Regions from separate parts of the Anas platyrhynchos genome. Here region 1 is linked to region 2. Evidence: chromatin contacts called from public Hi-C data. All regions are on one chromosome and are shown on one strand. Each heading gives the region's core, a stretch centred on a gene start, on an enhancer-like site or on the middle of the called end of the contact. The rest is flanking DNA. Distances are from core to core; before and after follow the strand shown. Region 1 overlaps ME3 (malic enzyme 3). Region 2 has its middle 26 kb from the start of FZD4.

Evidence for each region. A called contact is a pair of places that touch in the nucleus more often than the background predicts.
Region 1: a contact with region 2 is called in a Hi-C map of skeletal muscle, with 2.6 times the contacts expected there. The contact joins two enhancer-like sites. A contact is called at or near these places in 2 of 8 Hi-C or Micro-C datasets (skeletal muscle and subcutaneous adipose tissue).

The regions. Positions count from the first base shown.
Region 1 is chr1:199,495,309-199,501,574 of IASCAAS_PekinDuck_T2T, forward strand. The region is part of intron 1 of ME3 (malic enzyme 3); the gene reads left to right. Among named protein-coding and RNA genes, the nearest start is that of ME3, 41 kb to the left of the region's middle. Within about 2 kb of position 1,298, at least 1 of the 8 cell types and tissues checked has an H3K27ac peak or open chromatin away from gene starts, as enhancers often do.
Region 2 is chr1:199,337,285-199,343,326 of IASCAAS_PekinDuck_T2T, forward strand. No RefSeq gene overlaps it. Among named protein-coding and RNA genes, the nearest start is that of FZD4, 26 kb to the left of the region's middle. Within about 2 kb of position 3,322, at least 2 of the 8 cell types and tissues checked have an H3K27ac peak or open chromatin away from gene starts, as enhancers often do.

The sequences.
Region 1 (6,266 bases), core at 48-2,547, 160 kb after region 2:
TCTTACATTTGCTGCTAATGAGCTTATTGTCCGTGTGTGTATGTTTGCTGCCTCTTGGTATATTTGCATTTCACTGAGCTGAAATAATAAGTATCTCCATGGTCAATCTCCTATTCATAATCTGTTTTGATTCCAATCAATTCTTTGCGTGCATCAGCACTGCGATTCCAACTCTCCATCCCTTCCTGCACTGTGCAAATAGGAAGACAGAAGACAACCAGGAAAGGTCTTGGTGTGGACACGGAGATCTCCATGTGGAAAATTTGAGAAGCAATGCATTAGTTTAGCATTGAAACTTTTGAACTAGACAGGCAACAGGAAAACAGGAGTACTCTGAAAACAGATTTTTCAGACCATTCCTGTTGGTCTATTTTCCAGATCAGCTGCAAACCTAGACAGATATTGTTTGCTTTAAGTCATTATTTCATTTCTTTTCCTTGTACCCATATGTGTATTTTTTTATAATGTGTCTGCAGTCAAGGAAAGAGAGCAATCTTTCATACAGATACTAAGAACCAGCCTCTCATATTTTCCCTTCAGGTCAGTTCTGGCTTGAAATAGCTGAAACTATTTCTTGACTCATTTCATAGTGTTAAATGCAGCTGTGATTTCTGCTCCCTGTCTTTTTCCAAAGAAGTCAGAAATTGAAGGAAATAGAAGCATAACAGATCCTTATTTATTGATTACAGAAATTGTATTAAATCAAGCTGTAAGAATTGCTGGCTTATGTCTTATGATAACTTTTGTAAATAAGATAACTTTTGTAAAGATGATAGTGAAGAGCAGTAGAGGGTTGGGAAAAAATATTTATAGGAATGATATTCAATTTGTTTCTCTATAGTCATACTCAGGTAACATCAACAGGAGTAGCTGATCAGCTTTATGTTGATATGCCTCACATTTGTAGGACTTTCTCCTTCCAGTATTTCATGGAATGATTTCCAGAAATGATATTATTGTAATGATAAAAAGCATGTAGTTTTATTTTTTAAGCCTGCCATGACTGCTTGTGTGCATTTCAGCAGGGAATTGGCCCGCAAGAACTGAAAAGCCTTTTTTTCAGTTTTGGTTTTGTGGTGTTTTCTTTTTAATTTTTATTTCTTCAAAGGAAAGTTTATTTCCAGGCATGTGGTGGCACAGGTCTGTATTACTGCTCTAATTCTCACACTGTTTTCTGAAGTTGTGGAAGCCAAAAGCCAGTGCACTGGAAACTTAATTTTGCTATAGATGCAAGTTGGTAAGGGCTTTCCAGGAAAGAGGGTTCGTGCAGCACTGGGTGTCCAACCATTCCTGTTTCATGAACTCAGTGCTGTAATGGAGGGCTGCAATAATATCTTTGCTGCAAGCAGATTTACACAGATACACCCAGAACAAACATTTCCTGTCATTTTTTATCTTCTTTGTTACATACAAACACAAATGTCTCCAAGGACAATCAAATAGAAACACTTTGAAATGAACCCAAGCAGTGAGCAAGTGCATTAACATGCAGGATCCCATTTTATTTTTCTAATTAAACTCAATTGTGTTCTCTGACCTGCATTTTAAATACTGAATATTTAGTGAGATTCATACTTTTTTTCCCCTACCCTGCTTCCTTTCAGGCTTTGTTCAGCATGTGAATAGCTCCATTAGGGAAATGTGAAAACACTGGACTATGCATTGACTTGCTGTTTTGACATTCCAGTGGGAGATACTACTAAGCTGTAAATTACAGAATTGGACATCACTGGTTTGAATTCAGATCAGTTTGGCTTGAAAAGCGAGGTTTAGCTATTTGACCTGCCCTGACCCAGCTCTGTCCTTTGTTTGGTAAGGTACCTGATTTGTTTGCAAATTTCTTCCTACGCCATGGAACACAGAAATCTGAAGTATTCAGATGTTTTAGCTATGTCTCTCACTTCGGTGCAATAAAAATCCTGTTGTGACTCATCATAAAGTGAGGCTTCTAAACATATTTGTTGCTGCCCTTTCACACACACACACACACAAGTGTGAGATAGTTTCAGAAGTGGACCTGCAAAACCTTGTATTTGTTTTTAAACCCCATGAAACTCTGGACATTGTTAAAGCTAAAACTTGATGGTCAAATCAAAAATGGTCAAAAAATATTTGGAGTCACATGAGATGGGTTTGGAAGGCTATAGGGTTGTAAACCTTGGCTCCGGGAAGAAGTACAGTCCATTATAGTCTCTGCTTGAATCAGAGTGTAGCACAGAGCTTTGCTTACAGGTTGGAGGAATGGAGCTGAGGAGGTGAGGCCAGGGCTGATGTGTGAGTGCTGTGCCTCTAGAGCCAGGCACTGAACAGGCAGCAGTGGCAGCCCTGAGACAGAGGGAGAAGTGGAAACAAGCACTGAAGTGTGCAACTTTTTAAATTCTTTTACAAAAGTATAAAAACACCTCATTTTTATACTTTTATAATGATCTTGACTCACAAAGTAAAGCAAACTACAGTTTCCATATGACTCTACCTACCTCTCTCTCCAGGCCTTCATGCACTGGGGAGGGTTAAGCAATGTGCATTTATCAGATGCTGATGGTGACTGCTGCTTGAGATCATGTGAATGCTGTTGGTACTGAAAGCAATGCTTCCCTTTCCTGAATTTACTGAAACTGAAGGAACCTCCCATCATGCTCCCACACACTTTGTTGTGCTAGAACACAGAAGTTGAGAAATTATTCCTCTAAGTAAGTTGTTAGAAATTCAGATGCTAGCAGTGATATAAAAGAGGTCTCTTTTTCTCTGCTTTTTACTGCTTTTTGCATATTTTAGGCTCAAAGTTAGCAGTTATTTCTGAAGTTAAGCAATTGAACATTGCATTTGCTTATTACACTTGACGATGGTAATGAGCTCTGGAGGGTCTGTGAGCACATCAGAGGGCAGAACTAGAATTCAAAATAATTTGCACAAACTGGAGAAATTAAGTGAAAAAAAGCATACATGCAAAGTTGATTTGCAATAATTAACAACGCAAGCTCAGAATGAGGAAAGAAACCCAGCCAGAGAGCAGTTCTGCAGGAAACTAGAGGGTGTGGTATGATGGATCTCATACCAAACACAAGACACTAATGTCATACTGTTGTGGAAAAAACAACAGTCTTCATACTAGGATGTATAGACTGTGGTGTCACTTGCAAGACACGTTTAGTAAACCTTTTCCTCTCTTTGTCCTGTCGCATTGCGTGGGTGCTGTGCCTTAACTGGGGCACTGTGTTTGCAGAAAAGATGTGGCCCTCCTGGCCAGACGGTGACATGACATGAGTGAGGGTGACATGACAGTGGTCTTCAGATGTATAAAATGTAGTAACACTATGGGATAAATTGTATTTTGTGGCTGTGGGAAACACAATTGGAAGTTTTGAGCTTCACTGCAGTGAGGGTTGGACAAAAAGAAAGTCTGGAGTGAACTGAATGGGCAATATGAATTTTGTAAGGTAGGAGACTGTTAGGGCTAAAGCAAAGGTCTATTCAGGGAGACCTAAGTGCAGCTTATTTTGTGGTAAGGGGTTGAGCATGATGGCCCTTTCACCCCCCTTCCCTTTTGTTTCCTCTTCTGATTCTGGGACTGAAGGACAGTGGGGTTGGAACTAGATGATCTTTAAGGTCCCTTCCAACCCAAGCTGTTCTGTGACTCTATGCCAGTAGCTTTGAGCTGAGTATACCTCAGCCCCCAAGCCCCCAAAGGTGTGTTGGCTGTGGGATATTTTCATGGAGGCTTGAGTGAGTGGGAAGGAAATGAATCCTTTCCTAAGGTAATTTGACGGGGAATGTGATCTCTTTGAGTAGATCACTGATATGTGTGCTTCCTTCTCCCTACCACAGGAGAAGAACGAATAACAGAAGGCAGTATCAGGCAAAAGAATTGGTTCATGGCTGCAAAATTTTGCATAGATCTCCCTCCAGATGTATTTCCAGCCCTGTGCAGATTTGCAGTGACATTATGCAGTCTATGCCAGCAGAGCACTGGCAAGGAGAGGGGAGCTGGATTTGCCCATTGAAGCATTCAGCTGGGGTAACTGCAAAGGGAATTCTCGTTCATTAAAGTAGCAAGTTCAGCTCGAAGCATCGGATTTGCAGAAGCTGCTGTTATCTGTGGATTTATGCTCACGCTGCAAGCACAGTTTGAGATCTGAATGATGGAAATGCAGCACCCAGAAGAGCAAATTCCTATTTGGTGATTTTCATAACAATTCTTGTTAAGTCCGGGCTCTATAAACAGCTCTGAGCACTTGCTTTCTCTGTCCTTAAATGCATCAAACAACCACCTTTCTAACCAAGGAAAAAATTGGAATCAGGTCAGAGTTTACTTTAGCAAAAAAATAAATATAAAAAAATTACTATTTGTGCAGAATATGAAGCCATTGGGGCTTTGCACAGTAGGGAATAAGATGGTAATTGCACTTTGTCTTTTTTCTCTTTCTCATTTCTACAAAATAAAAGACCAAGATGATTTGGGATTTATTTTGGTAGATTTGACACCTGTGCTTACTTCCTGAGATTGAAAGAGAGAAAACAAATTGGAAAGTTTAGTCACAGGCAAAAAAGAACCATCAAGGGGAAAAAAATGATGCTAATAATTCCAATGTGATGCCATCACAGTATATATAGACTTAAGTACAGTCCAAGGAGCTTTAACATCCTGAATACTAATTCAAACACGTTCATATAAAGTGGATAGTATGCCTCAACCACAAATAAAAGGGATGAGGGAAGAGTCCTGGGGGTAGTTTTGGGTCAAACTTGCTTTTAACGCAGCCCCTCAAAGTTTTGCCACTAACTTCAGGAAGGTCAGATTTCACCCTTTGGAGCTGATCTTCTCTAGAACTAGAAATAAGCTGTACTTTTATATAGGTGGTTGGAATTTGTCTCCAATTTCTATGAATTTTCCAAGTTAGCTTTGGGATTTAAGCTATGCAAATAAATTAAAAGAAATGGGAAAAAGTGTGCATGTGTGTGCCTGCATGTGGTTTCAGAAAAACATGTTGTATATATTAACGCTGAATGAGAGTGGAGGGAATTCATAAAACATTTTACATTCTACTAATTCCTGAGCTACGCAACAGATGTAAGAGTAAACCAAGTGGCAGCGGTAGAAAAAGCTTTTTGCAGAGGTCAGTTGACATCTGGCTACAGTTATGGCATGCTTTTCTAATACAGGATGAATATCCTTTTAAAATATGCAGTCCTATAGGTTGTGAATTGGGAAGGGCCTACGTTAGTCAAGGGGACTATAAAGAAGGATGCGTGCTATTGGGAGAAGTGTTCAATAACTTGCGTGTTAGGAACATTCAAATTGCTTTGGCCCTGGATCTAAGAATCACAGTGATGAGCTGTGCAGGATTCAGAAGGAATCAAAAGAGCAAGACAGAAACAGGCAGGGACCCTGAACTGCAGAGGATCTCCTGTCTTGATGGCTGCCTTTAGCTGCGTGAGGGTCTGGTTCCACTTGTGACCTTGTTCCAGTTCCTACCAGACCCATCCCCACATGGTGCTGTTGCCTCGTTTGCAGGCTCCATGTAGAGCCCAGTGCAGAGATGTGTAGGTTTGGACAGGGCAGATTCCTCAGCAGGGCTGTTGAAAACTAAGAATTTACTTCTAAGGAGTAGAAGAACTTCAGAGAAAAAGAGACTAAGCCAGACCCTGTACCTTATGGCTGTTTCAAGGCTGACACAACCTTTTTGCATTCACGTTTGACCTGTTTGCATGGGACAGGAGTTGGGCACTCCTCGGGTATTTTTATTCCATTGGCTGCAGTACACCTACTACATCCTTTCTGTGCTTTTCTTGGAGTTTTCATCCATGTTTCTCATTATCTCCAACCTGCAACTAAGCTGTGCCCTTAGGAAAGGCATAAATCCCACAGATATTTTTATTTATTTATTTTTTCAGACAGCATGGCTGTAACATTAGGAATTGAAAGTTAGTGGACCAGATCCTGATGATGTGGGATTTTTTTAATAAAAGTTCAAATGCATCATTTCTTTGCGCTCTAAATAACCATCTGATACATTCTGTGTTCTACTGCTGGAAGCAATGTTTTTAATGACCTCTCCTTAGGAGCAGTTCAAAGTCAGGATTTTACCTGTCCTACTTACCTCTATCTTATTGTCAACCACCTTAAACAAGTCCATGACATCTTATTTTTCTAAAGTTCTTTGTCTTCTGTGGCTAGTTGCTTCTACTCATACTTCTTTCTTCATTTCTTTTCACCAGTTGGTTTCTTGGTGGAGGATCTTCTGTCATTTGCTCCTTTCTCTGCTCTT
Region 2 (6,042 bases), core at 2,072-4,571:
GCTTGGGCATTGGGTGGACGTTGGTCAGCGGGTGGTGAGCAATTGCATTGTGCATCACTTGTTTTGTACACATTAGCAGTACTATTATCATTATTAAGATTTGTTTTTCTTTCTTTTCTGTCCTAATAAACTGTCTTTATCTCAACCCACAAGCTTTTACTTTTTTTCTGAGTCTCTCTCCATCCCACTGTGGGGGAGGGTGAGTGAACGGCTGTGTGGTGTTTAGCTGCTGGCCAGGTTAAACCACAACAAATTTCAGAGTTTCACCAGAGGTTTATATGCCTGTGTACTTACTCTGGAAAGAGGGAAAAAGTTCAGAGAGAACATTTGTATCCAGACATGTCATTCTCTGTTAAAACAACTTTGGGTTTAGATATCAGCATCCCTGCATCTGTAAGTTCAGCTGTTTGGAAGAAGATTTGTGTTAATATATACAAGTGTATACACATAAATACATATTTTCCCCATTTATTTTTGAAATGTAGATTTCCCACATACACAGTAACAGACCCAGAGAGTTCAAGGCTTTCCATGGCAGCTGCTTTTATTTATTTCTGTTCCAGCTTTGAAGGTGTTGGTTTCATCCTGATGAGAAATTGGAACTTTGGTGAAACTCTGAACATTTTAGTAGTTGGATAAAACTTCTTTTCACTTTAAATATGGGTCATGACCTATACACCTACTCATGCTATCTATAAGAATATGAAGGATGCTCATACAGGGATGCTCTGTGGTGGGAATTAGGTTCAAGTGCTGTCACAGGCACCTCTCTGCAACAGTTCCTAGGCAAGTATGATGCCAGCTCTAAGCATAGCACATGCAGCAATTTCCCCATCTGCTGCCCATATGGGGTGAGAGATCGACATGGGTTTGTTGACATATAACCTCTCAGATAGGCTGGAGCATGCTGCAGGTGTACAATACTTGAATCTGAGGCAACCTACAAAAGTCCCTGGCAGCCTACAAGTTGTGCATAGATGTGTAATTTGGGGTGAGTTTTTCAAAGTCTGCACCTGTCTGCCACCTATAGAACTGGGACAAAAGAACTTGTTTTCTCCATTCTTAGTGCTTGCAGACCAGGGGATTTTTTTGAGTCAAAGTTCACCTCTAACTGTGAGGTATATTTAAGGCTAGCCAGGAAATGTTTATCTTGCCCTGTGAAAATACTCACGGTTCACAAATGTTTCCAATCTTTCATCCAGGCAAAACAAACACCTTTCAAAGCAGAGGGGAACCTTGACTGCAACAACAGCCTCAAGGCTCTGCACTGAAAATCACACAGAGCAGATGGAAACTCCTTCTTAATGGGAAGATCATTTCTGTAAAAAAGCTGCTGTCAGGGAAGATTCCTTAAAAGCACTTGCTCTGCTCTTGGAGCATCTAGTAAAAGATGTGCTATTTACCAATGCTTCCTGCTACTCTGCACCAGGAAAAAAACAAAGGACCTTCACTTTATAAGCATTCTGAGCTTTCACCGTTCACATGCTACTTCCCTTCAAAATCTGGAGAAAATTCTTTTCATAAGAAGATTCTGGGCCTTTGCTTTGTTGTGTTTCAGATACCTCAGGGGAGGGAGCAGGAAAAGGAGGGAGCCAGCAGGAGTCAGATGCAGAAACTACAAGCACAAGGAGCTTCATGCTGCAGCTCTCCTCCCTATGTTTGCCTCACAACTACTTGAATATATGATATTCCTTGCTCCTCTCTCCTGGGATGAATCTCCATGCTTGAAAAATCAATAAAGAAACAAGCTTTTTACAGGGCTATGCTCAGGCTAGTCAGCTGAAGAGAGACTGCTGGCCCTAGAGGTTGGGCTGTCTTGCTGTGTTAGATATTTTTCATTAAATCTCATTTGTACTATGCTATAACATCTATACTATTCCCAACTTTTTTGGCAGAAAGTATTAAGGGAACAGCAGAGAAGACAACAAAGGAGCATGATATGCTTAACTTATTTAATCTGTTTCTCCATGCAGGATTTGTCGGCCTCTCCAGGACCTGGAATTCACCTGAAATGAAAAATCACATGCAGACACTCCTGATGTTTAGTGAAGCCAGATCTTAATCTGACTTTCAAGTTTTTATCAGATTTTGACAATTTAGGAAAGATTGAATAATATTGTTTCTACTTTATATTTTTGTTTTCCTTCTTCTAACCTGTAGGAACAGCACTCACAATGGATAGACGAATGGAGTTTTTCTTCGTTGCTTGAGAAAAAAAAGCATTATCTGCAGCCCAAGTTACCCATCTGTATTTTATTAGAGCAAAGAGACAAAACTAAGATAGTTCATTTTCAGCCAAAATCAACACCCTTGAAAAATACAGTCCTCTCTGCCAGCTTAGTCATCCTGCATGTTGCCCAGTTGACTGGGTTCAGAGCAAAACAAAGAACTAAAAGGAATAGTGTGTGTTGCATTCGGATCTGTACCAATGACAGTAAGGGGAGCCAAAGAAAAAATGACTCACGCTGGGAAGAATTCCACCTGTTCTCATCCAAATTGCATTTCCCTGTCAGGCTGAAAACAGCTGATGCACTGGTTCCCATGGGAATATTTTCATCTTGAACAATATACACATTCAAAACAAATTCCTGAGTCTGCCCTATTTACATTTATGTTTGCATTAAATGCTATATTCTAACCAGCACAAAGCCTGCTGCTGAATGAACGCTCCCCCCCCCCCCCCAGACTTCAGCTCTGCTCTGATTTGTGAAGGAAATTAAGGGTAACTAATGTAAGAAAGGCATTTCCATCACCAGGACAGGGAAAACCATTGACAAGCCCCCCCATGGAAGGGGTTTCTCTGAGAAGCAGAAACAAGGGGAAAGAAATGAATTTGCTTGAAGAGATATGGCTAAAACCCACAAAAATCAAAACAAAGCCGTGTTGCATAAAGAAAGGCTCACAGGGTGGCTACAGTAATGGCCTGAAATGCACTACCTAAAGATATTTTACAGGTATTTCTTCCAGTAATTAAGAATCGATTATCAAAACACTAGTTGATTATGCATAAAAGAATGCATCAGAATTTAAAAATCACACAGCCCCTGGATCCCAGTGCCCACTACAACTGTCTCTTCCTATCCTGCCACAAAAAGAAAGAGAGATAGGCATGGACCATGGCCGGGCAGATTTACAGGCCCTTTTCGAAGTGACAGTGCTGTTCCTCCAGATGCCTCAGAATCACAGTTCTGTAGATGAGAATCAGTCCTGAATGTAGGGAGCAAATCAAAATTGCTCCCCTGCATTCCTTTGCCTTGGTGTGTGAGGGATGGTGAGGAATGATGTCCATAACTTGTTTCTGCATCATTCTGGATGAAGCAGCATGAGTTAAACAGTTAGTCATGAGGCTGGGATTTATGGATATGTCACACAGACACATACAGGCAGATGTGAGCTTGCATTTCTGTATTCTCAGCTAGACAAATATCAACAAGCTGAATAGTTACAAAGCTATTTTAAGAGACCTATGCTAATGTGGTTTCACTGTGTCAGGTCTATATCCATGTCTATGGACTTCCATGATTATCTTCCAAGATCTAGTTCTGATGCTGACACAGATTTGTCTGTGACTTCTTCATCATATCTGCATTTCAGCCTATCTTCTACTTAAAAGATGTTTCAGGATTGAGGGCATGTTAAGGGATCCTGCCTCAGTGCTGGGCCCTGTTCTTATTCAGACGTTCTCAGAAGAGCTTTGGGTCTGCTTTCTAGCACAGCAAATATTGCTTCTGTTCTCAGGTATGCCTTTTATTCTTCTATTTGCAAAACAACAATGAATATTTCATCATTTGAAGCAGGGTTTATTAAAAAAATCTGTCGTGAAATGTGTTTGTGAACTGGATTACTATTACAATGATTGCGAGGAAAGTGAACACCTACCATGTAAATGAAAAGTCCTCCTACTAGCTTCAGCTTCTATGCAGTTGTTGTTGCTACTGTTACATTGTCATTATTTATTCAAAACTTCAAGAAAATGAGGAAAATAAGCCCTAATGCAATGGAATGAATGGAAAAATAAAGGCTATTTTTCTATTTTCAAGTAATGCAAAACAGAAATATATTCTATTACTCCTCCATTTGCTGTTGATAGCAGAATTACTGCTTCAGTCCCAGCAACTAGAATACCACAGAAAGCTCCTACACGGTTGTTCTTCAAACAAAAGTTGTCATCCTTAGAAGTAAATCCGATGAGCCTTTAGGTTAAGGTCACAGAACTCTTTATAGCACGTTCATAGCATAGATTTGGGCCAGATGTTTGACATTTTTCTTGCCTGAGTCATGAACTGAGTGTCTGACTGTTGACCTATGTTTTGGAGTGAAAACGTCAAGAAATCCTTTGCGGTAACTGTAGTTTCCTGTCAGCTGGAAAAATGTTGGAAACCCTTTCTCATGAACTTCTGTCCCTCACTGGCTGTATTTCCTGTCCAAGGGCTTTCCAAGTGGGCTGGCATGGTGACAAACTTTTTGTCTACCTAATATACAATCACTGATTAGAGAAGAAGGGTATGCAAAGTGATAATTGGACAAACTATAAGGATTTTTTTTTCCTAGCTTAGTTTTTAAGGTACAAAGGCATGTGGCAAGAGAATACAATAATTGCAATTTGTATATCATTCAGACTAGTGCCCTTGGAGCAGTTATTAGCTAACATTCAATATTCCTTTTCTATTTGGCAGCATTTTGTATTTCATATGTACTTCAGCAGATTAGTTTTTCCGTGGTAAACAAGAGGAAAAAAAAAATAAAAAATCTTGAGAGCACGAAACAGCCTGAGAGGTTGAATATTTATGTTGTCAGGACCTGATATGACCTTCATTAAAATCTACAGAAAGAATGAAGCTGAATTCAGTATGAGATGGATCTAGACTACAAGTTCTGTCTTCACCACTGTGTTTTCAATTATGAGGCAATAAAGGGCAAAGAGAGGAACTTTTAAACCAGTGGTTGTGCCATACTGTCAGTCTGAATCTCCTGCCCCATTACATTTTCCAACCATACTCAGTAAAGAGGCAAAGGAGCTAATGTGACTTGCTGAGGGGGGACTGCCACTTAAGTCACCTGCCTATGTTGAGCTCTTTCAGAAAAGGAGATCTGGACTGAATGCTTAGCCTTCTTTAGATGGATACACAAGAAGCAACAGAGTTAGAGATCTGCTAGCAAGTTGATCACATCCTTTATCTTGATGTTTGAGGGGGAAAAGTTGGGTTTAAAAAGACCATGTCCAGGTCTGTGGTTGTGTAGAGTGTTTGCACAGAGAGCTGCACCGTGAACCTAGTCACAACTCATTTATGATCACAAATTTAATCACAAGTTGAAGTGGCTCAGGATCCTCACTGATAATGCCTATGGTAAGAATTTAGGGCACTAGTTTTTTCAGGATTTTTCTTAGGAGAATCTTAAACTTGGCTTCCTGAATAAAGCAGACACTATAATTTTGAAGGCCCTTTCCAAATGAACTGTTCTGTTCTGTTCTGTTCTGTTCTGTTCTGTTCTGTTCTATTCTATTCTATTCTATTCTATTCTATTCTATTCTATTTCTATTTCTATTCATGTGTAATGTTCACGATTTGAAGTGGTGTCTTAAAAGCCCTGTTTAAGTCCAAAAGAATACCCTGAAATGGATGGTGCTGCCAGGACACATTTTGCTTTATTATTAGGCCTTTTATTGAGGTTTTGCTCTTTGCTACACAGAGGACATTAGAAAGAGGATGCAGCTGATTGCAAGTCTGTGTGAGTCCTTGAAGAACCCTCAGTGCTTCCTTTCTTAAAACATTCAGTCAATATTAATAATCCATCCACTTAGAATGATCTTTGTCATTTCTAAGCATTAGATTGGTATTTCTTAAGCCTGATGTTTACAAAACAAGATTTAGTGTATATGATGAGGAACAGTAGGAAAGAAATCCTCAGCTCTGATCTCCATGTGGCCACCAAGGGGTTGGTAGTGACATAGTAATGTTTTCCTTTCTGAAATGGTCAACAATATAAAGCAGAAACCATTGCTTCAAGGGACTAGTCCCAGTGTTGCTGCAGGCAGCAGCC